4 separate regions of the Mus musculus genome follow, and regions 2, 3 and 4 are each linked to region 1. The links are chromatin contacts, called in public promoter capture Hi-C maps. All regions are on one chromosome and are shown on one strand. The core of a region is the stretch at or near the end of the contact, and the rest is flanking DNA. Distances in the headings are between cores, read along the strand shown. Region 1 overlaps Shc4 (SHC (Src homology 2 domain containing) family, member 4). Region 2 has its middle 130 kb from the start of Dtwd1. Region 3 has its middle 84 kb from the start of Dtwd1. Region 4 has its middle 59 kb from the start of Dtwd1.

Region 1 (6,716 bases), core at 1,766-4,265:
GTAAGAAAAACAAATGTTATTCAGAGGTCTTTCCAAATACAGCAGGCGGCTCCATGCTGGTAGCTTCCCAGTGCTTGGCTCCTTCCTTTCCTCGCCACTCCCTCATTATCCACTCAACTTTCTGCAGCTCAGTGGTCCCTTTCTATGGAGCATTTTAAAGTGTTTGTCACCTGCTCTTTCCTCTCTCCATTCTCAGGACCGTGCCCTTCTTGGCAAGCAATTGGCAAGCATTGACTATGGCCACTCTCTATGCCATCCAATGCCTCTTATAATCTCACTCTGACAGTCACACTGCCTCCATGGCTTCAAGTTTCTCTCTGAATGCACCTAATAGTGCCTGCTCGATGAGTCTCTCTAGAAGTCTGCTTGGCAAAAAGCACCTCTACCCATCTACCCACGGGATCAAGTCCGTGCTTATTAGGTCTTTCTTCTCTGCCATGGGAGAGTGTTTTCCTTCTTCTGCCGCACGCAGCCTGCAGCTGTGCATTTCCACCTCTGTTCCTTCGATTCCCAAATAGCACTCCATGTTCACTTAATCAAATATTTGAAGGCAAATTCCATCACCAGGGTGGAAGAGGTTCCCCAACTCCCAGGTTCTATTTGAGGGCAACTAGCTTAAACCCATCTCCCAGGGGGAGTCTGAATGCCTTGGGTTTGAGGGTGAGAAACAGTACCAACCACATCTGTCCAGAGAGGTCGAACTTTCTAAGGAACCTCAGGCCTTTGACTTTAAGCCCAGCCTGCAGATGCCTTTCCTAGGCAACCTCGTTATACCCTAGGATGAGGCTCTCACTCGGCTCTTCCACTCAGTCATTTGAGACACAGTCTGTGCATCACGCCTGAGCATTGTAAAGTATCTGAGAAACAACAGTAAGAAGGGAGATCTCAGCCTAATAGAAAGAACATGGGAAATGTTCAAACAAGTACGTGAGAAAAACAGCAAGCAACAAAGTGTGGCTTGTTGGCAGGGAGAGAAATACTGAGTCATGATGGGGGTGGGGCACATGTGACTAGAGGTAGGCTATGCCATCAGTAGAAGGCCCCTCAAAAGAAGAGACATTGGAGGTGAGACCTAAAGGTGGACAGAGATTGCCTCGCACACACAACCCCCGGAGTTCTAGCCCCAGACCTGCATAAAGCTGGGCATGGTGACACATGCCTATAATCCCACTCAGGGTGAATAAAGGCAGGAGAATCAGAGGTTCAATGTTATCCTCGGCTACATAGTGAGTTTAAGATCAGCCTTGTCCAAAAAGCCACATACTCAAACTCAAAGTAACACTCCAGGCTTTTTCAGCAGCAAGTGCATAGGGACACACACACACACACACACACACCAACAGCAATGTCTCATTGAGTTTTGTGTTCAATTTCTTTTTCTCCTTGGGATATGGGAACAACACTACCATAAACAAAACAGCTTATTTTTGCATATGTAAATATGCTTTTTAGTTTGTGAATCTTTCAAGTGCTGGAATTTAAATATTGCCTGTTAATTGTTCCACTCTTCTCTGCTGGTAGGATTATTTATTTTCAATTAAAATTTACATAGTTTTCTTAGAGTCCTTCAATATCATCCTACAATGATGGGGCACCATTGGACCATGCCCATCGTTTGGAAGACTATGAAACAGGCCAGGAGGGGCCTCACAGCTTCTCTTTATCGCCTGTTCAGCTTAGCAAGAGTGCTCAAGTCTGCAATGACCATGACTCCTAAGATAACAGAAAGCAATGCCCATAGATAGGGCCTTACTGTGTGACACCCATTACTGTGTACATTAGAAATAACCACTTATTTTTATAGTCGGTAGCTAACAGCTCTTATGAAAACCCAGAAGTTTCTTGTCCATACCTCGTTGGTTGACTGGATCTTTAGCTACATAGGCAACATAGTCTGTGGTATCCTATAAAAGAAAGAGAGGGAGAGAGAGAAACAATTGCATTTAAAATGAATGAATAAGATAAGACTTCCTTAGGACCCAACTGAGCCAAAGCCTTAGACATAACTGTTTTTCTATGGCATAAGTTCTCAGCCCGTTAATGTTGCAGCCCTTTAATACAGTTCCTCATGTTCTGGTGACCCCTAACCGTAAAATTATTTTCATTGTCACCTCAAAACTAATTTTGCTACTATTATGAGTCATAATGTGATCATCTGAAGTGACCCCTGGAGAACCCACAGGTAGAGAACTATTGCTCTATGGCATATCCAGTAGAGCTTAACAATTAAATCTATAGTTTTCTGACCCTTATGGGGAAAGGATAGAGATTGAAAATTCCGAGTCTGCCTATATCATTAAGAATAAAAGGGAACACAGCTAAGGAATTCTTTAAAACTGTCTAGAAACTGACTGTCTCAGTTGAAACACGTGTAGAACTCCTCTGCCACAAAGTTATCAGGAGCTGAGATGTGGTGTCGTCACTGGCCTGTGTCCAAATTCATGTGCATCCAAAAATGAGTTTATCAGAAACCTATTGGTTTTTGGTTGCATGTGTGTTTTGCAAGATAGCTTACAGAATAAAACAGCAAAAATATAAATTATTTCATCCGTAGGCAGAGGCAAATCATTTCAGAACAGAGAACCTATGAATAACTTAAGTTCAAGAAGAGATATGCTACTGCCTTTGAGAAAACAAGAAAATAGACAGGACGCTTGAAATTCCAGCTTTTATGAAAACAGTGAGCTGATGAATGGGATGGTTTTAATAATTAAAGGTGCTCTTGCTATCTTAATTCTCAGAGGGAAAAAATACCTATAATGCCATTTCAGAGTATTAGAATGGTCTCTAGAGGGAAGATGCCGTCTACTGGCAGGAAGTAGAAGCTGTGTTGGTAATGCCCTCCAGGGTAGCCACTTAACAACCACAATGAATCATGCAGGAAGCAAATCTCACAGTCAGCAGAACTTGTCTTAAGCCATTTTAAAAATAGCACACACCTAAGTAAATGTCTCAGGCAAATAGAAAGCTGGGTTGGAACAGCCTCTAAATAAATAAGGCCCTATCTATGAGCATTGCTTTCTGTTATCTTAGGAGTCACGGTCATTGCAGACTTGAGCACTCTAGTTAAGCTGACCAGGTGCTACAGCGGCAGCCTGGAACAGACGCTGTGGGGCCCCTCCTGGCCCGTTTCATCATCTTCCAAATGAGCTTGCATTTTCTAATGGTTTTAAAATTCTATAACTGTAAATACCTGGAGGCATGGGGGTGCAGACAGTGCAGAATACTTAAAAGGAAAGAACAAATGTCAGGAGAAAATATTTGAAGTATCTTTAATTTTTCACAAATCTGTAGCATGTTTCGAAACAGAGAAAGCATGGGCGGCTATAGAAGCATTTGCAATAGATGTTCCACAGTTACTAAGAAAACAAAAACTTTCTGAGAGAGAATTAAAAGTGAAGGAGAGCAGACATGGTCCGTGTTTTTGAACGACGATGCTGAGTCACATGGGACTTCTAACTCAGCTTCACTTACCCTGTGACTAGCCCAGCTAGCTATGCAACTGAAGCAGCTCAGCGGGCATCCTAAAGCAACTACAGAGATAGATTCACTGTGTACAGCTCTAGTGTGTCCAGCTCTAGTGTGTCCAGCTCTAGTATGTCCAGCTCTAGTGTGCATTATCTCACTCAATTCTGGCAACTCACAGGCGACAGGAGTTATCCCTATCTTGCAAAGAAAGACCCAAAATCTTAGACAAGTCAGTACATCAAGCTCTTGACTCTAACGTTCAACACTAGCCTTCAGTGTCTTCCTGACAGGAGGGTAAAACTCCACTGGTGGGGGGAGAGGGGCTAATACCAAGCCAGATCATCATGTAAACTCCAAGCCAGTGGATTTTTCAACTGCAGAGCCCAGGGTTTCCACTGATTGTACTGATGTAAACGTTTTCCCACAATGGTTGCAGACGGCTTGACTCAAGGACAGTGCTTCGGTTAATTTAAAGCTTTGAAGCCATTTTAAGATGGGATGGAAAACCTTACAGTTCTGAAGAACAAAAACAAACCCTGTTGGATGTACAGTAGATGAAGGCCTGTGCACCACTCCTAACAGGACAACAGCCCCGGGAACTTAAACAGGATAATTTCAGGGCAAACACCAATCATTTTTTAAGTAGACATCATACACTAATAAGTTTTTTTTTACGTGTGCCTGAGTCCCTTCATAATAAATCTAATGGGCTAGGAGGAGAAGAGAAACCAGCACTCTTCTATCTAGATTCATTGTGCTCTCTCTCTCTCTCTCTCTCTCTCTCTCTCTCTCTCTCTCTCTGATATCCAACTTTTGGTTTCATAGTTGAGGTCAGATTACAGAGTTGGATAGATTAGAGTGATATATATACACATATCTATATATACATATATATTCTCTCTCCCCACCCCCTCACCTCCGGGCTCATACTGCACAACACAAGCCATCCTACATGCCCTGTTTGCTAATGGATCAACAATTTACTATCCATGTATGCAGGACCTCTCTAAGGACCCTGGTCCCAAAATGAAGCAGTGATGTAAAAGTATCTTTTAGTCACCTGATGTAATTGTCACCTCTGAGTCTTACTGCCTCTATCTGCTAACCTAGGTCTAGTCCTGGAAGTTTCTAGCCTCTGTACAATCTAACCTAGGCCTAGAATGTTTTCAGCCTCTGAGATTTACTGCCAAATAAATTCACTTTTCTTGTTCTTTCTGAACTCTGGCTGGCTGATTTAACTCAGCTATTCTGGCTCAAACCCCTCCCCAAGATGACTGATTCAGTCTGGCTTCTCTCAGCTCCTCAATGAATTGCTCTGCTTGGCCTCAAATTAATTCAAGCAATCTGTTCTGGTCTTTTGCCTCCTGCACACATTCTCTGGCTTATTCTGTCTTCACGTGTGCCTAGATTTTTTTTTTTAATTAGTAAAACTGCCACTTCCTTCCTCCCTCCCTCTTCCTCTCTTTTCTGCACAGTTCTCTCTTAAGTAGCCTCTTTTTCCTCTCTCTTCTTGTGAGAGTTGGGCATATCCTATTCTGTCAAATCTTTTTCTGATTTGTCACTATTTCTGCCACTCAATTAGAAATCACTTTCAAACACGGGTGCTCCCTTCTACAAACTAACTTTACCTTCATCAGGATTAAAGATGTGTACTAACGGTTTTGTCTGAATTCCAGCTAAAGGGATGAACCGGTGTGCTAAGGCTGAGCCACACCACAACTAGATTCAGCTTTTTTCAGTAAACAGCAATCTCGGTGTTCACAGTGTGATAAAATATCCGGCAACACAGTGAGGAATCAAGGAATGACACTCTGGAAAGTATTCTCGGAGAGAACCCCTGTACAATCTGTGACTGGTGAGCACTACAGGCTCTTGACAGAGAGCCCCCCCCCACCCCCCCGTGACTGAGCAGTGTCTTCAAGGTTTACACAAATCTGGATGGTCATTATAGACTGGCCTTGTTAGCCTTGGCTGACAACTCTGATGGTGAATGGGATTCCCATCTTGGATTAAATCTGACTGATAATCTGCTTAGTCTGCTTGTGGGGAACATTCTGCAAGAGAAACGGCAGTGCACACAGGACACACAGATCTCACGATTTTTATGTTAACTGAAAACTTACCAGATGATAACTCAGTGGCTACTAACACCACAGAGGGCTAGCAGTCCTTCTAGTAAGCCTGACCTTTTAAAATCCTGACAGAGGAAACATTTGCCCAAACCACTGTGGGTGTTTTGTTTTGTTTTGTTTTGTTTTCTACCTGATACATGAAGCATTCAACAAATTGCAATATTGAAAAAGACATGAAGTAGTTAATATTCTGCATATGAAAATTCTTAGGACTCACAAAAAGAACTTGTACAAATCTAAACTTACAGGGTCCCCTCCAGAGGCAAATGAAATCGATTGCATTTGGTGATTTGCAATAATCTGGAAAACAAAAGCAAATTAAACATTTTAACACTATAATGTGTTTGATTTGTTTCTACTTACTTAGCATCCCTTTAGAAACTATACTGTCTGCATTCTAAAATAAACTCTTGTTGTTGTTTTGCTATTGGGATTGAAACTGAAGTATTGTGTATCCTAAGGATTTACTCTACCATTAAGTTACGTTCTCTACTCTCATCTGACCCATGGTGCCTTTCTCTCTGCCCTATTCACCTAGGTAGACATACGTTCTAGGTCTAACTATCCAATCAGCAATCTACTCAACACCGCTCTCTAGATACAGCCAATCAGTGTTTTGTGGGAGAAGCTGGAATCAGTAGTAGAAGGAAAAATATCTCTCTCTGCCACTAAGGAACACCCACACTTGCCCAATGGGGCCATCTTTTGCTGTCATGTGAGTGAAGCCTTCTGGAATATAAAAATTTCTTTCCAGAAAAATTGAGAGCTGAGAGTTAAAAAAGCAGACTTGGAAACATGTGTCATCAATTTAACCAGAACATTTCCCCCCTTCCCTTCATACTCTTATTTATTTTTTCTGTTTATAGACTTAGTGTATTTACTTTTGTTTAGTTATTCACTACTATGTATCCAAACACACTAATATTAAGATTTCTAACATGGGGGATAGAGAGGTTGCTCAGAGGTTAAGGACCCTGGTTCCAGTCCCAGTACCAACATGTTGTCTCAAACAACCTGTGACTCTGGTTCCAGAAGATGCAAAGCCCTTTTCTGGCCTCTAGGGGCACAGAACATGTACATAGTACACACAAGTAGGCAAAACACCCACACATAAAC
Region 2 (6,716 bases), core at 2,091-4,590, 620 kb after region 1:
CAAGTCCACAGTCGGCACCACACATGCAGTCTGTCCCATGACGAAAACCACAAACAAAAACAAGACAGCAACACAAAAACAAGACAGCAACAGGGAATAAAAGACACCAGTATCTAAGCACACTCGTTCCTCACTCTGCCAGATGTAAAACCAAGGCACGAGGTGGGACTCGAACTCACAATATCGGAACCCTAAAACCAAGGCACGAGGTGGGACTCGAAATTAATGAATTTTAAATACTTATGTACTATTTAAAAAAAACTCTAAGAACATACTTAATAACATTTTACACTCCATTCAAATGGATCAAGGGCATGGAATTAATACCTTAACCATGTAGAGTCTGGTTGAGGAGAAAGTAGGGAAATACACAGTGGAATTTGTAGGCATAAGAAAAGATTTTCTACACAACTCTAGGTGCACGGACATTAAAACCAAAAATTGAAAAATGGGACTGCTTGAAACTAAGAAGTTCCTGTACAGCATAGGGTATCATCACTCAAGTAAAGAGACAGCATACAAAAGGGTTAAAACTCTTTACCAGTTATAAATCTGACAGAGCGTCAGTATCTAGAATATAAAAAGAACCAAAAAGAAAAAAAAGAAACAAAAAAACCCTTAAACATCATTAAAACAAACAGTAAAATTTAAAATGTGCATAGTCCTTCCTGAGGACCTCTTTCCTTGTACCAGAAGGTACCATGTAAGCTTCCAGAGGAGGAAGGCACCCAAGAGTCCTGTTCAGTGGTGATACCTATGAATCACATCAATGGCCAGCATGGCACAATAACCCTAAGGATGCAGTGATGGCACACACACCTTGTCAGTACCCAACAGTTTCCTAGTTGAACTACAGACCTGCTCAATATGATGGAAAGCACGCCTGGTGCTGAAAATGGGCTAACTACTCAGTGCTAGTGAAGCCATAGTTAATGGTGGAGAATCTGCAACCACTAATATACTAATCCATTATTATCCCCTAACAACAATCTGTTAACATGTGTCCTTATAACTCACAGACGAGTATAGTCTTTATCTTTCATTAAAGAAACTTCTCTTTGCACCAGAGAGAGATCACTACAGAAAGCCACAACCACTCAAATTGATTGGTGTGGAGCCCAGTCCCAAATAAATACATCTACACAGCATTCCTGAATTTAAGGCTAAGGGTACATTGCAGAAGAAAGGATGGAAAGATTGTAAAGGGTTAGGGAGTTTGCTCTGAGATTGTGTCTCCTAGTAACACCAGAAGTTGTACCTGTAAAGTCACCAGCATGATGCCCAAACATGAGGGGCTCAATGACGACATCTTTTAACATGCTAAACTGGATGAAGCAAATCCCACAAGGCTTCAACCCTTCAAAAGAACTATATGCAACCCTATGAAAGAATTTAAAAGAGGAAGGCTAGGATCAGGAGAGGTGGCCTTCCCCAGGGAATAACACTCTGGTCCAGTACCAAAGAATCAGCTCTGAAAACATACATTTAAGTAACATTATTTGGACCAAATGGGTTAGCTTTATATTCATATATTAATAGTATATATTAATATGAATATGTTATATATTATATAATTATATTATGCATATACATACATGCATTAAATAACAGTGAGAAAAGAGGCCATGAATTCAAAGGAGAGTGGGGAGCGCTAAACAGAGGAATTTGGAGGGAGGAAGGAGGAAAGAAATGATGTAATTATATTATAATCTCAAAAATAAAATAAAAAAAATGGAGAGGTGAGGTGATTAGAGATGAGAAAAAGAAGAAAGAAATTCTTAATGGACTGGGTCTCAGACACAGATGAATTTTATCAAAGGGCTTGGAGACTGCATTTGAAACTATGTTTTCCAATTTCTTCCAATAACCTTCAATAGAATGCCTTTCTAATTCAGATTGTTTCTTCCAGAGGGTGGGGTTGTTAAATGGACTTCCTTCTGGCAGCTCTTCCCCAGGGTCGCCCTCCATATACACACACCTAGGGTACCCAGCATCAGCATCCCACAGCCTACTTGCTCACCATCAGCATCCCACAGCCCACTCACTCACCATCAGCATCCCACAGCCCGCTCACCATCAGCATCCCACAGCCCACTCACTCACCATCAGCATCCTACAGCCCACTCACTCACCATCAGCATCCCACAGCCTGCTCACCATCAGCATCCTACAGTCCACTCACACTAAGCCAGGAGAGCACATTTCTGTGCATCTGTTTCCATATGTGTTTAGCTCTCTCACACTGGGAACTTAAAATTTGCCAGATGGGAGAATTCATACCATAGAGGGCAAATGATTCAAATCAAGGTTTGCTCCCTTCCCCTGCCTCCAAGAACTGGTTTTCTAGCATACTGCTGCATAAAAAAGACCCTCCCAAACAAAAAACCAAAAATGGTAAAAGAATATCCCTTGAAGCTTGTAGGATTTTTTTTGACTCTTACCATTTAAACCAAATGCTTCTAAAACAATAGAAAGCCAACTCCTTGGTACTTTCAAATGGTAGGTCCACTGTTGTTGCTATAGTTAATGCACTGTGCTGGATGGAATATGTCACCAAAATATTCTAACTAAGAGGTCACAGCATCAACTCTGACAGTCCAATCTTCTTCAAAGACAAAAAGTCGTGTTTGCTCCAGGGCCACACTGCATAGAAAGACTGCAGCACCTGTTCTGCGAACACATGCAGGAGGGAAGACAGGAACAGGGAAGGGAACACTGTTTCATCCAAACCCATCCCCTGTGGTTGTAGTGACAAGTGTTATAAGAATAGAAGAACATCATTACCTTACTATGTGCAATGTGGCACATTTCTATGGCTTAAATATTACTTTTATTATAGCAATATAGCACTCCTATCTAAGAGTCTGGACACCTGTCAAATACTTTAAAATGGGTTTATCATCCTTGGTTTGCCATAAATGCCTTTGAAAACAATAAACTCTTTAATGAGAAAAATACACAAGATTAAAGCCTGCACCCAACTTTCATCAACTTCAAATTAAGATGCCCTTCTTGCAGATAACACCCTATGCTCAGCATTTGAAATTTCCTAGGCATGGGTACTATTCAGGGAACTTTTATTCTGAAATTACCTCAGGAATCCATAACACATTTTGTGTATATTCTTAGTAGCAGCATCTTCGTCCTCAGGGTAGAATAAACTTGGGGAAAAGGACAGCCCATCGCTAAAGATCATTTGGCACTAAAGCTAATGAACACAGTAGGCAATGAAATTGGGCATTGCCTTTTTTGGTAAAAAAAAACAAGTAGAGAGTAGAGGAACAGGGCCCATTTTCTTTCTGACTCATGGGTTGGCTCTGCAGGCAGTTCTAAAAGAGGATTGTTGGAAAGGATTTGGACAGTGTGGCAGTATCATAACTAGTGGCATCTCCTATTCAGTCATATAACAAATATTTATGAGGCAATGAATAGGGAGAAATTGCCCGTTTCCTTTTAGCTGTGTGTATTTGTGATGTCCAGGACATACTTCATGACCATACCTTACAGATAGTTTTTAATCAGGCAACAGATTCTCTCCTTCATGCCTCCTTCAGTCACTGGCCTCTCCCAATATAGCTTTCTCTCTCACACACACATTTTCCATTAAATGCACATCTCACTATAAACATTATGATTTAGCCATATGTGACCTTTAACATTCAATAGATAGATAGATAGATAGATAGATAGATAGATAGATAGATAGATAGATAGATGATAGATAGACAAATAGAGATAGGTATATGATATATATGATTAATATATATCAATCATATAATATATTTCTACCTCTCTAGCTCTATCACTATATACATATATACATGTATATATATATATATATATATATATATATATATATATATACATATATACATGTATATATATATATATATATATATATATATATATATATATATATATATATAGCTTAGAATGACTGCCAGTATAGACTTAGCAGGTCAGTTTTCTTAACTGGGTTGTTGCTTGGTTTTCCTCTCTTTCGTGGTGCTAAGGATCACATGCAGGTCCCGTGCATGCCAGGCAAGCACTCAACCACTGAGTACATCCCCGCTGAGCCCAGGTCTCCTGACTGAAGCTCAGGCTGCCTTCAAGGTTACCCTCTTCACATTTCTACCTCTGAGAGTTAAGATATGAACTGGAACTAGCAGGCTTTTGCCAGCAGAGCTAGCTACACCTAACCACACATGGAAATCATTTTCCACCTTCCGGGGCAAATTGCAAAACCACTGGAATGAAGCAGATGAGGACTGAGGTAGATCAGAAGAGTCAGCCCTAGACACAGGCCAGGCCGTGACGTGCACAGTCATCAGAAAAGTCAGCCCTAGACAAGGGCCGTGACGTGCACAGTCACCAGGAGGAGGCGGTCCCTTTAATCACACAGCTGTAGCAAGGAAAGTGATTTGGTGTGACAATCAGCCAGTTTGTTTTGCTAAAGAAAAGCATGGGACAGAAAAAAAAATGGTAGTAAGGCAGATAGGTTATGACTGCAAGTGGTGGTGGTAGCCAAAGGCTCTACCATTAGGGAGAAGAGGGGGAAGGAAGGAAGGAAGGAAGGAAGGAAGGAAGGAAGGAAGGAAGGAAGGAAGGAAGGAAGGAAGGAGAAATGGAGGGGGGAGGGAAGAGAAGGAGAGGAAAGGAGAGGGAAGGGAAGGTAAAGGAGAGGGAAGGAAGGGAACGGAAGGGAAGGGAAGGTAAGGTAAGGTAAGGTAAGGGAAGGGAAGGGAAGGAAGACTGCTTGCCCAGAAAGACACAATGAATTTTACACCCTCCCCGAAAGTTTCCAATGAACTTGGAATAATAAAGTTTATGAAACCAAACCCACACTACAGATCATTTGAATCCAACATCCTGGGCATGGACTCCATATTTCACTTTGGGTCACTAAGTTTCTAGTGTCTAGCTAGAGTTGAGAGCTAATGATGGCCTCTCATTTCGTGTTAAAGAAGAAGAAATGAAACTTGAGTATTTTATACTGACAACCTGAGAACCAGGCAAAGAAGAGGAGACCAGCAGATAAACAGTGATGGCATAGACATGGGTTGGGTCAAAGAGTTTAGATTGGGTGAACTGGCCATGGCAGAAGTAGATTCTTTAAGTAGTCAAGTTATTTGGCTTCAAGGCATCTCTGAGAGAACCATGCCTACATGTGGACAGGATATGAAGACAATTTTGGCACCATCAGCTGGTAACTCAATCTCTATGAGCCTCAGTATTTTCATCTGTAAAATGGGAATACCAATCACACCTGTCTTGCCAGATGCACATATTCTAGCCAGAGCAGAAAACTAACAAGCAGAAAGTCCTTCTAAGTCATAGTTCCTTAAATAGAATTTCATAACTAAATGTGGAAATCAAGAAAAGTTTGGCTGTGGTAAATGGCTTCTGGATATGCAGCAACCAAAAACTAATTCAAAATCCAATATATAACAGGTTTAAACACTAACCCTTGTTGCATGCATAACTTCACAGTGAGCACTCTACCCTACCTGGCCCTAGCTCCACACAGTACCAACAGTCATTATGGGAAACACACAACCCTCGCTGCAATATGCTGTGTCTTATAGATTTACTGCTTTTGATGTGTGTACAATGCCCTCTGCTCTTACAAGAAGAGAAAAAAAAACCAGCTCAATTCTGGAAAACAAAGACCCGATAATTTTCCTATTCCCATCCTTCAAAATGTATTAAGTTAGTTTTTGTTTGGATTGTACTGTGTTAGAATGGTTGATCTTAAAAACTGCTGTCTGGAAGCCAGCGAGATGGCCAGTGGGTAGAAGTTCTGCTACCAAGCATAACGACCTGTGTCTGCTCCCAGGGGCTCACATCCTGGGAAAAGAAAACAGACTCCTGCAAGATGCTCTCAGACCTACACACATGCATAGTGTCGTGTGCATGGTTTGCATATAGACACAAAAATAATAAGTAAGTGCATAGATAAATAAATGTAATAAATCTTTTAAATGTCTGCTTGAGTGGCTGACTTGAAATTTGATTCTAACATAAATTCGGTTATGCCTGCAGGTATGTCTCAGACATGACGTGAGTGCTGGGAAGAGAGAGTGTTCCGGAAGAGCAGCCCTTGCTCTTAACCACTGAGCCCTGCTGACTTAGTTTTACTGTAAAATGCTAAGTGAATTCAGACTTAGAATTATGGTAGAACTTCTAGCAATCTCTGAAACAGGTCTAACCATCCTTCTCTGTCCTTTCTTATTATATATTTATGTGATACAACATTCACAACAGGTTGTAAGGCAGAGAGTCATCTGAGATGCTCTGCGTGCAGTAAATACCACACTTTCGGCCAAAATTTGATTATTTATGTAAAAATAAACAAGCACACCCATCTTATTAGTATGTAAATTTTATTTAATCTTTAGTAAATGGTAAAATATGTATGTAGATGGATGAATTGTTGCAAGTGACTTTATTATCTACTAACAGTAAGTATACACCCATTTTAAATATTTATACAGGCAAGGTCACCTGAAAGATGACGCACAAGTGAAAAGGGTTTAAGAGGCCCGTCTGTAGGGCACTATGGTTCTCAAGCAGATGTAAAAGCTGAAGCAAAACACGCCTGTGCTGGGGAACTAGAAGATTCCAACAGGAAACAGGTAAGGACGGGGTGGGAGACTCCCTGTGTGTGTGAGGGGAGCGAAGCACGTTTTTGGAAAGCAAGATGGAAAAATATATCA
Region 3 (6,716 bases), core at 2,840-5,339, 570 kb after region 1:
TCGAATTCAGAGATCCACCTGCTTCTGCCTTCTGAATCCTGGGATTAAAGGAGTTTGTCAGCATGCACAACTGTAATTTCACTTTTTAATTATCATACAGACTAACATATCTCCTTATTGGCATCTTTATAGTGCTTAACTTTAATGGACCCCCTCGTTCTTCTCCCCTTCCTACAGCCCCAGAATTCCTTTCGCTTTCATATCCTATGTGTTTTTAATATCCTCCTTAGCACCCACTCTTCAAGCTTCTTCCCCCACCTTCATGGATATGGGTTTCTTTATGGTTTCCAGAGAGAAAAAAATGTAGGTGCAGGTCTGTCTTTTAAAAGCACACAGATACTAATTGTCATGTCTCTACAACATGTTCTCACTCATTCTGGAGACTTTAGAGGAACACTACCCTTGGAGGGATTGTAGGTTTTGGTAGCATCCTGACCAAACAGAGCCTAGCACTTGTAGAGGCCTAGGAATCCCTTTTTTATCACTGATGTCAGAAAGAGACTTTGCCGTTTACTTACTCTGGCTGATGATGCTCAACAATTAAGAATCAGGGTAGATAAAACACTTCCATTTTTTAAGTCACTTTTTCTTCCCACCATCAACAGCAACAAGTTTCATTTGGAGAAAGACTAACACTTGAATTACTGCCAGTAATATCGACCACAGAGAGTCTGGAGTTATATAAGTACCCTAGAGAAAGCATAGACAAAAATGTACCAGCTCTTCCTGGAGTCTACTGACCTTATCTTGTAAACACTGATACCAGTCCCAATTGCTCTATGCCCAGTGTCAACATCTGGAAAATGTAGGTTATTCATCCGCAAGGTCCCTGGCCCAATTATATGTATTATACACACATAATACAGGCATACATACATACATACATACATACATACATACATACATATTATATAACATTTTTAAGGGCAAGATGCCCACATGTAACCTGCATGAAAAATGCCCTCGGGCCAGTCCTGACATATGTCACTTAGTACTTCTTGGAAAACACAAAAGTTTAAGATATGAAGGCAATAATTTGTTAATAGATTTGTATCCAGGTCTTCTAATCTCATCTGTGACTAGAACCAAATAAAGTCTTAGAGAAACAGAACAGATGTTGCAATATCTCCCTCTAAAATGCTTTTGCAATAAATATTTTCTGGCAGGTTCCAAACAATCAAGAATAGAAAATTAACTGAAGTGAGTCCAGGTGCTGACTTTTAAGCAAAAGCAAGAGTAGTCTCTGCAGCAAAGAGAAAATGCGGTTTAAAAATACTAGATATCCATAATGAATATTGAGACAAATGTACTAATAGCTTGTCCATGTATGCATATACCATATCTTCCAAGATTTGTAGTTAAATTCAAAAGTTAAAATAACTTTGCCTGTCTGTATATTCCAGATTAACTCTAGAAGGGTGAAGGGACTGGAAGAGGGGACAAGGGAGAGATGTGCTTTATACAGTCATTAAGAGATCAGTGTAGCCATGGAGTGACAGTGACAGCTAGCCAGAAGGCTCAGCTACCCAAGAGAATGCAATGCACTGTGTTTCTGTGATGCTTCAATAGAGACTGAAAAAGTGAAGTTGTTGTTCAGTTAAGAGAGAAAATCTGGCAAAAGAGAGGTCTGTGCCAGGATGGTGGATTAGAAACCCAAATCTGTGAAATCAGACAGAGAAAACCATAAATCACGATGAAAAGCCGTCAAAATAGAAAGGAGGAGGGAGAGGGAGAGGAAGAGGGAGGGGCAGTGAAGAGAGAACAAGCTGCTTCTACAGAACTGTGTACCACCAATGGAGAAACCCTCAAGGTCTGTGATCACCACTTACCAGGAAAGCTGAGGGAAATCAAAGCCCCCACCTACTGAAGAGAGGCGAGGAGATCAAGCTATGGACACAGCCATAGGAACAAGGTATGTGAGCGAGGAGCTAAGAGTTCTACAACACCTTGAGCTTCTCCATTGCTCTGCAGATGAAGAAAGAGAGAACTCATCAGGATTTGGAAACCTGCAATATCCTGATGAAAGCAACAGACTCCAAGGCAGCACTGATGGTGGACATGGCAGCAGAGGTGCAGCAAGGGAGTCCAACAGAGAGTGTGCAGCAAGGGAGTCCAGCAGAGAGTGTGCAGCAAGGGAGTCCAGCAGAGAGTGTGCAGCAAGGGAGTCCAGCAGAGAGTGTGCAGCAAGGGAGTCCAGCAGAGAGTCTCAGTACCTACACCCTCCCACCCCACCATATCAATCATCCACTATACAGGAACAGACTGCAGGAAGTTGACAGTAAAAAATTGTTGCCACATCCAGGGGAATATTTTTAAAGGGTTAAATAGCATGGGCTGATACCCCACACTCCCTTTGAGCCTTAGGCACAAAAGCTACACACAAACTGACTGATCCACAAAGCATCAGAAATCTGGTTGTGATTTGCAATTTCAGAGAAAGTGATTTGGGGCCAGAGAAATCCGTTTCTCTGGAAGGGCATACTGACCTAACTTACTTGAATTAAAGACACTAGATGTTCCCACACATACAGAATGGTGAGTTTCTTCTTCAAAAAAAACTCAAAGGGGGTAAGAGAAACTGTTCTCTCTAGGGTAAAAATATAGACTTAAAGAAAAATAATTTTCATTTTAAGGTTCATTTTGTTTTAATCATTTTAATGTTTACATTTAACTATGATGATTTAAATTTTCTGTTTATACTTGAGTATTTTAATTGCTTATTTGCGTTATAATTTATATTTCACTTATGTCTGTTCTTTCTCTAAAATTAATTCACAGTATTTTCTTTTGGGCCTGGAGAGATTAAGATTAAGCGTTCATACTGATCTGCAGAGGGCCCATGTTTGGTTCCCAAAACCTCTTAAGGTGCTTACAGCCTTCTGTAACCCTAACTCTAAGAAGTCAAGCACCCTTGGCAGTAATCAGCACTTGCACAAGTGGACTTAGAGCCACTCAATAAGAGGGGCATCATGCCTGGCATTGGAACCTAGCCAACTACCAGGCTAGGAAAATCACGTATCTTGGAGGAGAACTTATAGCTATCACTTTACTAAACCATCATAATCTCTACTTACACTCTAAACAGTTATCTTATACCCACAGATAAAAGTCGTTCTCACCCCTCATCTAGGAACCTTCTCTTTAGAACACTCTGAGACCATTATAAAACAAACAAAAATACTGGTCAAAATGCAGAGTTGCAGAACCTAGTCCCAACTGATATATCTACAATACCCAAGGTTCAAGGATCACTGTAGAAGAGAGGACTGGAAAGATTGTAAGAGCCAGAGAGTTTACTATGAGATTATATCTCCTAGAAATGTCAGAGAAGCTACCTAAATAAAGCCTCGCCAACATTGCTGCCTAATCATCTGAACAAAGATGATATCAATAGACATGCTACTGTGGAAGGGGTAAATCTCAAGAGGCCTCAGCCCCAGGAAAACGAAGGAATGTTGAGGGCAGGAAAAAGTCTTTCACAGGGAATAACACATCAACCGGTTATCCAATACCAGTCAGTTCTGAAAACACAGACATACAAGTAATGTTGTGCAGATTGAACAGGTTACATATTAATGTGTACACACACACGTGCAATTAAAGAAAAAGAGATCATTAATTAGATTGAGAGAAAGGGTTAGATACATTGGAGAGTTTTTAGAGAGGAAAAGAAAAGAAGGAAAATGGTATATGTTTTAATCTCAAAAAAGTTTAATTTAAAAAATCCAAAAGAAACTCAGAATAAAAAGAACATATCCTTTAAAAAAAAACATGCAAAACAAAAGAACATATCTCAACATAATAAAGGCTATACAACAAGCCTATAGTACATTAGATAAGAGAAACAAAAAAAGTATTTCCAATAAATGGGGAATAAGGCATGTGTCCACTGTCGTTACTCTATTTTAAGACAGTGTTGAGATTCTTAGAGCAACAGGACAAAAGAAACAAACCAAGGGGATTCAAAGAGAAAAGTAGGAAGACAAAATTTCTCTGTTTGCAGATGACATGATTCCAGGCCCCACCCCTTGCTAGGGAGATATTGGCAACTGATAGTTGCCAAGGGAGGAAGAATAATTCTTTTTGGATGACGTGGTCATTGGTAGAATTCCCAGTGAATGGCCCCACACCCGTACACAGATGGCCAGCAGTAACTGGACTTAGTGGATTACAATAAGTCTGGAAGTGGGGAAGCTGGGGAGGTGCTACATCCTAGGTAGCAACATACTAATATTGTTCTCTTAAGTGGGACACCTTAGCCAAAGTATCTAATGTTTATGTCTATACGCCATAGCAATGCTGCTCTCATCCTTGGTCAGAGAATAGCCTTTTTGTGGTAGGCAGCGGTTAGCACAGAGACACACAAATACATGGAAGTTGAGTACCCAGACAGGACATCCTTGCTATTCTCTGCCTGTCAGGGACCAGCAGAGGAAGAGGACGTAGAAAGGATGAATGAGCTGGAGGAGTTGTTGATTATTCATTCAATCTCTTTACTGGTTGTAGATCTGTCCATAGTTTCTAGTTCCATGTAATTCTCAGGCTGCGTGTTTTTGTACATTTAGCCATGTTGTATATGTTCTTTAATGTGTTGGCATATAATTGTTTGTAGAACTCATAATGCTTTTAATTTCTGTGGCATCAGTTGTAAGGGCTTCTATTTCATTTGTTTATATTACTTTATACATGTCCTTTAAGATTTTTTTAACATTTATTTGTGGATGGGTCAAAGCACAATTTGTGGGAGTCAGTTTTTTCTTTTCTCCATGTAGTTCCCAGGCATGGAACTCAGTCCATTCAGGCTTGGGGCCAAGAAGCTTTGTCTCCAGATCACCTGCCCACATCTTCTACTTTTGTGTATATACTTAGTTCATGCATCATTCTTGAGTTCATAGAACACTGGCCCACTCCATTAGATGGAGGCCATACCTGGCACTGTTGACTTTTAGCAAGACAGACTAAGGCCCCAGTGAAAGACATCAGTGCATCTCTCAACCATCATCAGAGAGGCTTCTCCTTGCAGAAATATGTCCAATATGACTCATCTGGATGGTGGTGGTGCATGCCTTTAACTGCAGCACTTCAGAGACAGAGACAGACAGATCTCTGTGAGACCGTGGCCAGCCTTGTTCAGAGAGTGAGTTCCAGGACAGCTAGGGATACACAGAGAAACTTATCTTCAGAAAACCGAAAACCAAAATAAATAAATAAATAAATAAAATAAACAAAAAATAAACAAAATAAAAATTTAAAAAAAAAACACAGAAACTCAAAACTGGTCAAGAGAATGTGAAGAAAATATGAGACTTTGGATTGTTCAGCCCCTCAAATCCCCATCTTCAATGCTCAGGATCTTCATGGGAGAGGGGGTTGGTTGGGCAGACTACAAAGATCTAGATATAGGTGACACCAAGAAAACAGCACTTTCTAGATACAAGGCAATTACACATATGAACTCACATCATTTTTGACAGAATGCAAGTATGCACAAACCTGTATAAGCTGGAACCAGACAAAAGCCCAGCATGGATGTGGGGAGATGATCCCAATTCCCACCCCCTAGCCAAAGCACTGCTGGCATTTGATAGCTGCTGGGAGAGTGGGTCTTTGTTCTTTAATGTAACTCATGGTAAATCAAGCACACTCCAGGGGGGACCCACTCCAAACTGGATGTTATTGAGAGGGAGGAAGGGAGGGAGGGAGGGAGGGAGGGAGGGAGGGAGGGAAGGAGGGAGGGAGGGAGGGAAGATGGGAGAGAGAGAGAGAGAAAGTTGGTCAATACAGAGGTGGAGTGGATCTGGAAGGAGTTGTGGGGGAGGGGTGAATATGATCAAAATACATTGCATAAAGTTCCCAAAGAATGTATATATATGAGCAGCCTGGGCGGGCCGCAGACAACCGGCCACCATCCGGACCAGAGGACAGGTGTCCGCCTGGCTCGGGAGACGGCCTCAGTCTCAGGAGCAGCGGTCGCCATCTTGGTTCCGGGACTCAGCAGAACTTAGGAAATTAGTCTGAACAGGTTAGAGGGTGCGCCAGAGAACCGGACAGCTACTGGGACGGGCAGAAGCACAGAGCCGCTGAGGCAGCAGCCTGGGCGGGCCGCAGACAACCGGCCACCATCCGGACCAGAGGACAGGTGTCCGCCTGGCTCGGGAGACGGCCTCAGCCTCAGGAGCAGCGGTCACCATCTTGGTTCCAGGACTCCCTGGAACTTAGGATTTTAGTCTGCACAGGTGAGAGTCTGCACCACAGAAGCTGACAGCTTCTGGGAACTGCCAAAGCAACACAGCTTCTGAGAGAGGCCCTGTTTTGGGCCTTCTTCTTCGACCAGGAGGAGGTCCAAAAACAAGATATCTGCGCACCTTCCCTGTAAGAGAGCTTGCCAGCAGAGAGTGCTCTGAGCACTGAAACTCAGAGGAGAGAATCTGTCTCCCAGGTCTGCTGAGAGACGGTAACAGAATCACCAGAAGAACAATCTCTAAACAGAGTCAACTATAACTACTAACTCCAGAGATTACCAGATGGCGAAAGGTAAACGTAGGAATCCTACTAACAGGAACCAAGACCACTCACCATCATCAGAACCCAGCACTCCCACTTCGCCCAGTCCAGGGCACCCCAACACACCCGAAAACCTAGACCTAGATTTAAAAGCATATCTCATGATGATGGTAGAGGACATCAAGAAGGACTTTAATAAATCACTTAAAGAA
Region 4 (6,716 bases), core at 2,124-4,623, 540 kb after region 1:
CAGAATTCAGCTCCATTTACCTTCCTGGTGCCCCTTTATATTTTTCCTTTCTGAACTTGCTATACTTGTTCAAAATATTCTTCATGAGACTTAACCAAAGGACAAAGTCTATGCTGGGCATTTCTGAGACTTCCTTTGTCAATGCAATTAATATAAATCTCTTTACCTTAACCTTAGGTAGATTTTTCAGACAAGGACAGAAGGCAGCCACATTCTTCACCAAAATATCACAAGAACAGTCTCTAGGTAACATATTAAAATTCTTCTCCTCTGAACCTCTAGAGCCAGGGTTCCACACTCTCAAATCACTCTCAGCACAACATCTTCCATATTCCTACTAGGATGGCTCACTAAACCCCACTTAAAGCATTCTACTGTTTTCCAAATCTGAAGGCCCCAAATCCACATTCTTCCAAACAAATGCATGGTCAGGCCTATCACAGCAAGACCCCACTCCTGGTACCAACTTCTGTCATAGTTAAGGTTTTACAGCTGTAAACAGACACCATGACCAAGGCAACTCTTATCAGGACAACATTTAATTGAATCTGGCTTACAGGTCAGAGTTTCAGTCCATTATCATCCAGGTAGGAGCATGGCAGTGACCAGGCTGGAAGAACTGAAATTTCCTCCTCTTGTTTCAAATGCATCTCAAAGAAGGCTGACTTCCAGGCAGCTAAGATGAGGATCTTAAAGCCCAAGCCCACAGTGACACACCTACTCCAACAAGGCCACCCCTCCTAATAGTGCCACTCCCTTGGCCAAGCACATACAAACCATCACAGTAGGGGTCAAATAAGGTTTATATATCCAAGACCTTCCTGAAAATTGACATCCTACTTGGTAGAAAAAGACATATACATGGGTAACTGACATCCTGGTTGGCAAGTTAGGTAAGGCAAGTTCCCTGCTGTAGTTGAATACCCCAACCAGGGAACAGGAAAAGTCTACAACAAAGACATGTTTCCAAGGAAATCCCCTATCCCTAAGTCCTGATTGGTGGAATAACTTGGCACAGATATTTGTGGGTTTTAGGTTTAAAAGTCCTGTAGGAGCCTAAATCAATGTCATAGCCAGCTCCCCACTTCATCTGTGGCCCTGATTGGTCAGTCTTGAGATGAAGCATTCAAGAAACCATGCTAATTGACTGAGATTGGTGTCTGAGTGGTTTGTGTGGCAATTCCCGAACCCCAACATTTGGAATAACCAGTTTTCAAACAAAAAGAAGCAAATGTTTGTGTGAAGAATTGAGACAATGCAGAAACATTTAGTGATAGTCTCATATTAATCTAAAATTTCATATATTAAAGTATATGTCTTGTGTTTTGTCTTATTTCCTATGTGCCTTTTAAAGGGATAGTTTACATCTCAATATTTTCTGATACTTCCCAACATACTTGTAAAACTTTGATAATCATGCTCACCAGGAGGGTCCTTTCAACTACTTTGCAGCTCAAAGCAGTGAAGAATGGAGAGCTGAGGGAAGCAAAAAGACTAAGGGGATTTCTGAAGGGGTATTCTGTAGTAATGAGCATGTAAGCAGGTAGGCAGGTGGGCAGTAGTAATGAGCATGTAAGCAGGTAGGCGGGTGGGCAGGTTTAAGATCTAGGGCATGGAGTCCAATTGTTTGGTACCTGGTCCTCTGGTGTTTATTGAGGGCTCTGGCTAAGGAGTTGGTTAGGCCATGACTCTGATTTGTGCTTTATTCATTAATTCTGTTGCCAGTGTGTCTCAGGCAAGATGTCTGCTATCTCTAGGAACTGACTAGTTCTAGACTAATCAGGACCTACAGGGTCAGAGAGATTGGGGCTTCAGGATTTTCAAGATTAGACTAAGTATCATAATCATTCTAAGAAAAGGCTTCCCTTTGTTTTCTGGAGCCATCGTGCCTTGTTCTTCAAAAGCTCAATGTTTCTCCCTCTTGATTTCTTTAAAAAAATTGGGATTTCAAAGGAAATTTCCAAATGATTGATAATTCTCAAAGTAGGGAACAAACAATTTAGACACTTTAAGTCCTTCCACAGTACAATGGATGGATGCCAAAAGGGCCCATACAAATGGCCAGAATCAAAGGCAAACCTCTGACATAACTTTCCTTTAATGTGCTTACAGTTTCATTCCCTTATAGAGACTTTCCCACTTCACTCACAACCTTCTGGAGCCTCATGCATGCATTTTCCAAGTGGGATGCCATGGCTTCCATACTTAGGACTCTTCAACCTCAGTTGTCATCCTCAAATCTACTTAAATTATTAGCTAATAGACTATGTCGTGTTCCTGTGGTCTGGGAGCATTACACTGTCTGATGGAGACAGCATTCTTACTGCAATCCAGTAAGCTACATACATATGTAATTATAGAAACAGCACATTAGATCAAAGGGGACAAGACCATAATGAAAAGGAACTGGAGAGCAGGGAAATTGGTGTGACAGAATCCACTGCCACTCTCCAAGGCAGGTTAGAAGAAGTAGAGTGCAGACTTCCTTTAGAAAAAAAAGGAGAGATGGCTCTGTGGTTAACAGCCCTGGCTCTTCTTCTATAGGACCTAGGGTATATGGTGCTTACAACTCTCTCTAGGTCCAGTTTCAGAGGATCTGATGCCTTCTTCTGGACTCCTTGGGCTCTGACATGTACGTCATGCATAGACATACTCAGGCACACACACACATTAACACTTGGAATGTTTTAAGTAAAATGATTAAGAAAAGAATTTTCCAAGAGAAACACAGGTCGCTGTGCTTTGGGCCACCTTTCTGGGAGGAAATACATGCAAAGCCACCGGGCTAGGCGGTACACAGATGGTATTTTACACAATGGAAGTTGCCAGATGCCAAAGACCACTCTTACAGAGTAACATTAAACATTGATAGAAGAATGTCCTGGCAAGTTATTTGTCTGTCTGAAGCAACAGAATCCTTGTAGATATACATACATTTATGAGGGTGAAAATAATAGCTTTTGCCATTTTGCCTGATTTTTATAAGACAATCAATTCTGTGAGACTAGTTTCTGAATTTGGACTTGTTCTGGCTTATGACTGACCTTTGGCTGAATCTCCAGTTGTTCCTGTAATTTACACCCTAGAGATTCCCTTTCTGTCCTTACATAATCACTCACCATATCACACACAAATGCAAGGGTAAGCTAGACAAGCTTATAAATTAGTTTCAGAAGGAAAATATTTTAGCTGTATCCATATTGCGTGGGTTTTTTTTTTATCTAATTTAAGCATTCTTTCATAATTTGGCCATCTTGATAAGTTATTACTCAAAACCCTGGAGTTTCTTGTGCTCTCTCGACAATGCTGGTGGCTGTGTAACAAGCATTCGCCTAACTGCAGCCTTTCACTCCAAGGCTTGTCAACGCAGCCACACTCGGGACACATGTCATGTGGAAACTCACTGCTGAGATCTGAGTGCCTGAGAGGGCGAAATTCCATACCAATGAAATATTGATTTCTGGGATTAGCCAGGACAATTCTAGTGGAATTTTTTGAGAGATACAAATTAAAAAGAAGTTATTTCCAGAAATTATGGGTGTTTATTTCCCTAGTTACCTGAATAACAGTTGTGGACAGGAATGTAATTAGAAAGCAATGCTTGTCAGGATTATCTGCAGCTATCCCTCCTGTGAACACCAGTTACACTGCACTTAAAATCCATAAAAAGGTATATATAAATATGTGCCCAGGATCTATGAGTATGTTACCTTGCTGTCTTAGTGAGCATTACTATTATTGTGATAAAACACCATGACCAAAGCAACTTGGGGAGAAAAGGGTTTATTTGGATTACACTTTCACATCACTATTTATCATCAAAGGAACCAAGCAAGACTTGAACAGGGCAGGAACCTGGAGGTAGGAGCTGATGCAGAAGCCCTGGGGGGGGGGGGGTGCTGCTTACTGGGTTGCACCTTGTGGCCTGCTCAGCCTGCTTTCTTATAGAACCCAGGACCATATGCCCAGGCATGGCCCCATCCAAAATTCGAGAGGCCCTCCCACATCATTCACTAATTAAGAAATTGTCTTACAAGCTTACATGCAGTCTCATCTTACGGAGGCATTTTCTTAGTTGGGGTTCCCTCCTCTCAGATGACTCTAGACTGTGTCAAGATGACATAAAATTAGCCAGCACATTTTCATAACAAAGGGGTCTTTTTATAGTGTGATTAAAGCACAAGACCATGAGATAGGAAGATTATTATGGACTACCAAGATGGACCTAGCAGAATTACATGAATTGTTAAAAACAGAAACTTTTTCAGGAAAGGTTGTGCAGGAAAGAGATGGGGGAGGGGAGAATGAGAATGTCATGGACAACAGAATCAGGTCAAGTAGTATGCTAAGATAAAAGGAGCAATTTGGAGGGTTCTCACAGCTTAATCTATTGCTACTGTCTTGTGGTCCTCCAAATCCACCCTTGCTAGCACCATGCCTTTTGACCAGTGTTCTCCTCCCCTTTCTCTAACTGAAGCGAAGCAACCTGAGACCCACATCCCAACAAGGCCAACTCCACCCTCAACGTCTTTTGCTCCCCTGTAATCTACTGCTTTATTAAATTGTATATCTAGCACAGAAATCTTCAAAGTTATTATCCCAAGAATTTCTCTATACTCTTGAAAATTAATAAAGTCCTCAAGGTATGTTTTCTATATGATTTATACATACAACTACTGACTTTGGAATTAAAATAAATAAATATTAAATGAGTATTTATTTTAAATGATAATATTAAAAATTAACTTCTCAGTGGGAGAAGACATACCTAACCATCCAGTGACTTGAGGTTCCAGGGGAGGCCTGGGAGAGAGGGGAATATCCTCTTGGAACAGGACAGAGGAAGAATGGGATAAGGAACTGTGGGAGTGGGACTGGGAGGGGGGCAATGGCTTGACTGTAAAAAAAATAAAAGTAATTAAAAAAAAAAAAAAAGAAAATGTGTCTGGGTTCCCTTCTCGTTACTTGCCTTGAGGGACTAATTGAAGGTTGACCCCAATGTGCAGAAATGAAAATGAACCTCTTGCTTTTGAAAAAAGAAAGAGAGAAAGAGAGAAAGAGAGAAAGAGAGAAAGAAAGAAAGAAAGAAAGAAGGGAGGGAGGGAGGGAGGGAGGGAGGGAGGGAGGGAGGGAAGAAAGAAAGGAAGGAAGGAAGGAAGGAAGGAAGGAAGGAAGGGAGAGAGAGAGAGGGAGAGAGAGAGAGAGAAAGAAAGGAAGAAAGAAAGAAAGAAAGAAAGAAAGAAAGAAAGAAAGAAAGAAAGAAAGAGAAATTTAGAAAGAAAGAAAATTAACAATTTCGCCCTTCCGGCCCACTCCAGCACCGGGGTGCCTTGCCCGCAGAGTCTCTGGACACCTGCAAGGAACTACACATGATTCCACACAGGATCCTAAGACCTCTGGTGAGTGGAACATAGTGTCTGTCCAATCGAATCGCGTGGGACCTGAGACTGCATTAATTAAGGAAGCAGATAACCCGGCCTGATCGGGGGCACAAGTCCCTTCTGGTCCACTCCAGCAGCGGAGTTCCTTGTGCGCAGAGTTTTTGGACACCCCCAAGGTCCTCACAGGAACCTCCACGGGATCTTAAGACCTCTGGTGAGTGGAAAACAACTTCTGCCAGGGGCAGGTTCGAACGCCAGATATCTGAGCACCTTCCCTGCAAGAGGAGAGCTTGCCTGCAGAGAATACTCTGACCACTGAAACTAAGGATAGAGCTAGTCTCCCAGGTCTGCTGATAGAGGCTAACATAATCACCTGAGGAACAAGCTCTAACCAGAGACAACTAAAACAACTAGCTCCAGAGAATACCAGATGGCGAAAGGCAAATGTAAGAATCCTACTAACAGAAATCAAGACCATTCACCATCATCAGAATGAACGCAGCACTCCCACCCCACCTAGTCCTGGGCACCCCAACGCAATCGAAAAGCTAGACCCGGATTTAAAAGCATATCACATGATGATGGTAGAGGACATCAAGAAGGACTTTAATAACTCACTTAAAGAAATACAGGAGAACACAGCTAAAGAGTTACAAGTCCTTAAAGAAAAGCAGGAAAACAAAACCAAACAGTTAGAAGTCCTTAAAGAAAAACAAGAAAACACATCCAAACAGGTGATGGAAATGAATAAAACCATACTAGACCTAAAAAGGGAAGTAGACACAATAAAGAAAACCCAAAGTGAGGCAATGCTGGAGATAGAAACCCTAGGAAAGAAAACTGGAACCATAGATGCGAGCATCAGCAACAGAATACAAGAGATGGAAGAGAGAATCGCAGGTGCAGAGGACTCCATAGAGAGCATCGGCACAACAATCAAAGAAAATACAAAACGCAAAAGGATCCTAACTCAAAACATTCAGGAAATACAGGACACAATGAGAAGACCAAACCTTCGGTTAATAGGAGTTGATGAGAATGAAGATTTTCAACTTGAAGGGCCAGCAAATATCTTCAACAAAATTATAGAAGAAAACTTCCCAAACCTAAAGAAAGACATGCCCATGATCATACAAGAAGTCTACAGAACTCCAAATAGACTGGACCAGAAAAGAAATTCCTCCCAACACATAATAATCAGAACAACAAATGCACTAAATAAAGACAGAATATTAAAAGCAGTAAGGGAAAAAGGTCAAGTAACATATAAAGGCAGGCCTATCAGAATTACACCAGACTTTTCACCAGAGACTATGAAAGCCAGAAGAGCCTGGA

What was found. Promoter capture Hi-C pulls out the DNA fragments that hold promoters and counts their contacts.
Region 2: a promoter capture Hi-C map of the 3T3-L1 cell line shows a contact between it and region 1, with 4 times the contacts expected there. The contact joins two enhancer-like sites. A contact is called at or near these places in 4 of 39 promoter capture datasets (the 3T3-L1 cell line, embryonic stem cells, hippocampal neurons and 1 more).
Region 3: a contact with region 1 is called in a promoter capture Hi-C map of hippocampal neurons, with 2.9 times the contacts expected there. The contact joins two enhancer-like sites. A contact is called at or near these places in 7 of 39 promoter capture datasets (the 3T3-L1 cell line, cranial neural crest, embryonic stem cells and 3 more), 1 of 15 datasets of contacts at CTCF or cohesin (stem cell-derived epiblast-like cells), 6 of 484 Hi-C or Micro-C datasets (cerebral cortex, forebrain, myocytes and 1 more) and 1 of 115 datasets of contacts at active chromatin or transcription factors (bone marrow-derived macrophages).
Region 4: a contact with region 1 is called in a promoter capture Hi-C map of the 3T3-L1 cell line, with 5 times the contacts expected there. The contact joins two enhancer-like sites. A contact is called at or near these places in 2 of 39 promoter capture datasets (the 3T3-L1 cell line and embryonic stem cells) and 1 of 484 Hi-C or Micro-C datasets (myocytes).

Annotation. Positions count from the first base shown.
Region 1 is chr2:125,664,421-125,671,136 of GRCm38.p6, forward strand. Shc4 (SHC (Src homology 2 domain containing) family, member 4) reads right to left here. Exons shown (of 12, transcript NM_199022.2): 5 at 5,847-5,900; 6 at 1,853-1,904. Among named protein-coding and RNA genes, the nearest start is that of Eid1, 5.3 kb to the right of the region's middle. Within about 2 kb of position 3,016, at least 89 of the 459 cell types and tissues checked have an H3K27ac peak or open chromatin away from gene starts, as enhancers often do.
Region 2 is chr2:126,279,966-126,286,681 of GRCm38.p6, forward strand. No RefSeq gene overlaps it. Among named protein-coding and RNA genes, the nearest start is that of Dtwd1, 130 kb to the left of the region's middle. Within about 2 kb of position 3,341, at least 21 of the 459 cell types and tissues checked have an H3K27ac peak or open chromatin away from gene starts, as enhancers often do.
Region 3 is chr2:126,233,017-126,239,732 of GRCm38.p6, forward strand. No RefSeq gene overlaps it. Among named protein-coding and RNA genes, the nearest start is that of Dtwd1, 84 kb to the left of the region's middle. Within about 2 kb of position 4,090, at least 20 of the 459 cell types and tissues checked have an H3K27ac peak or open chromatin away from gene starts, as enhancers often do.
Region 4 is chr2:126,208,133-126,214,848 of GRCm38.p6, forward strand. No RefSeq gene overlaps it. Among named protein-coding and RNA genes, the nearest start is that of Dtwd1, 59 kb to the left of the region's middle. Within about 2 kb of position 3,374, at least 10 of the 459 cell types and tissues checked have an H3K27ac peak or open chromatin away from gene starts, as enhancers often do.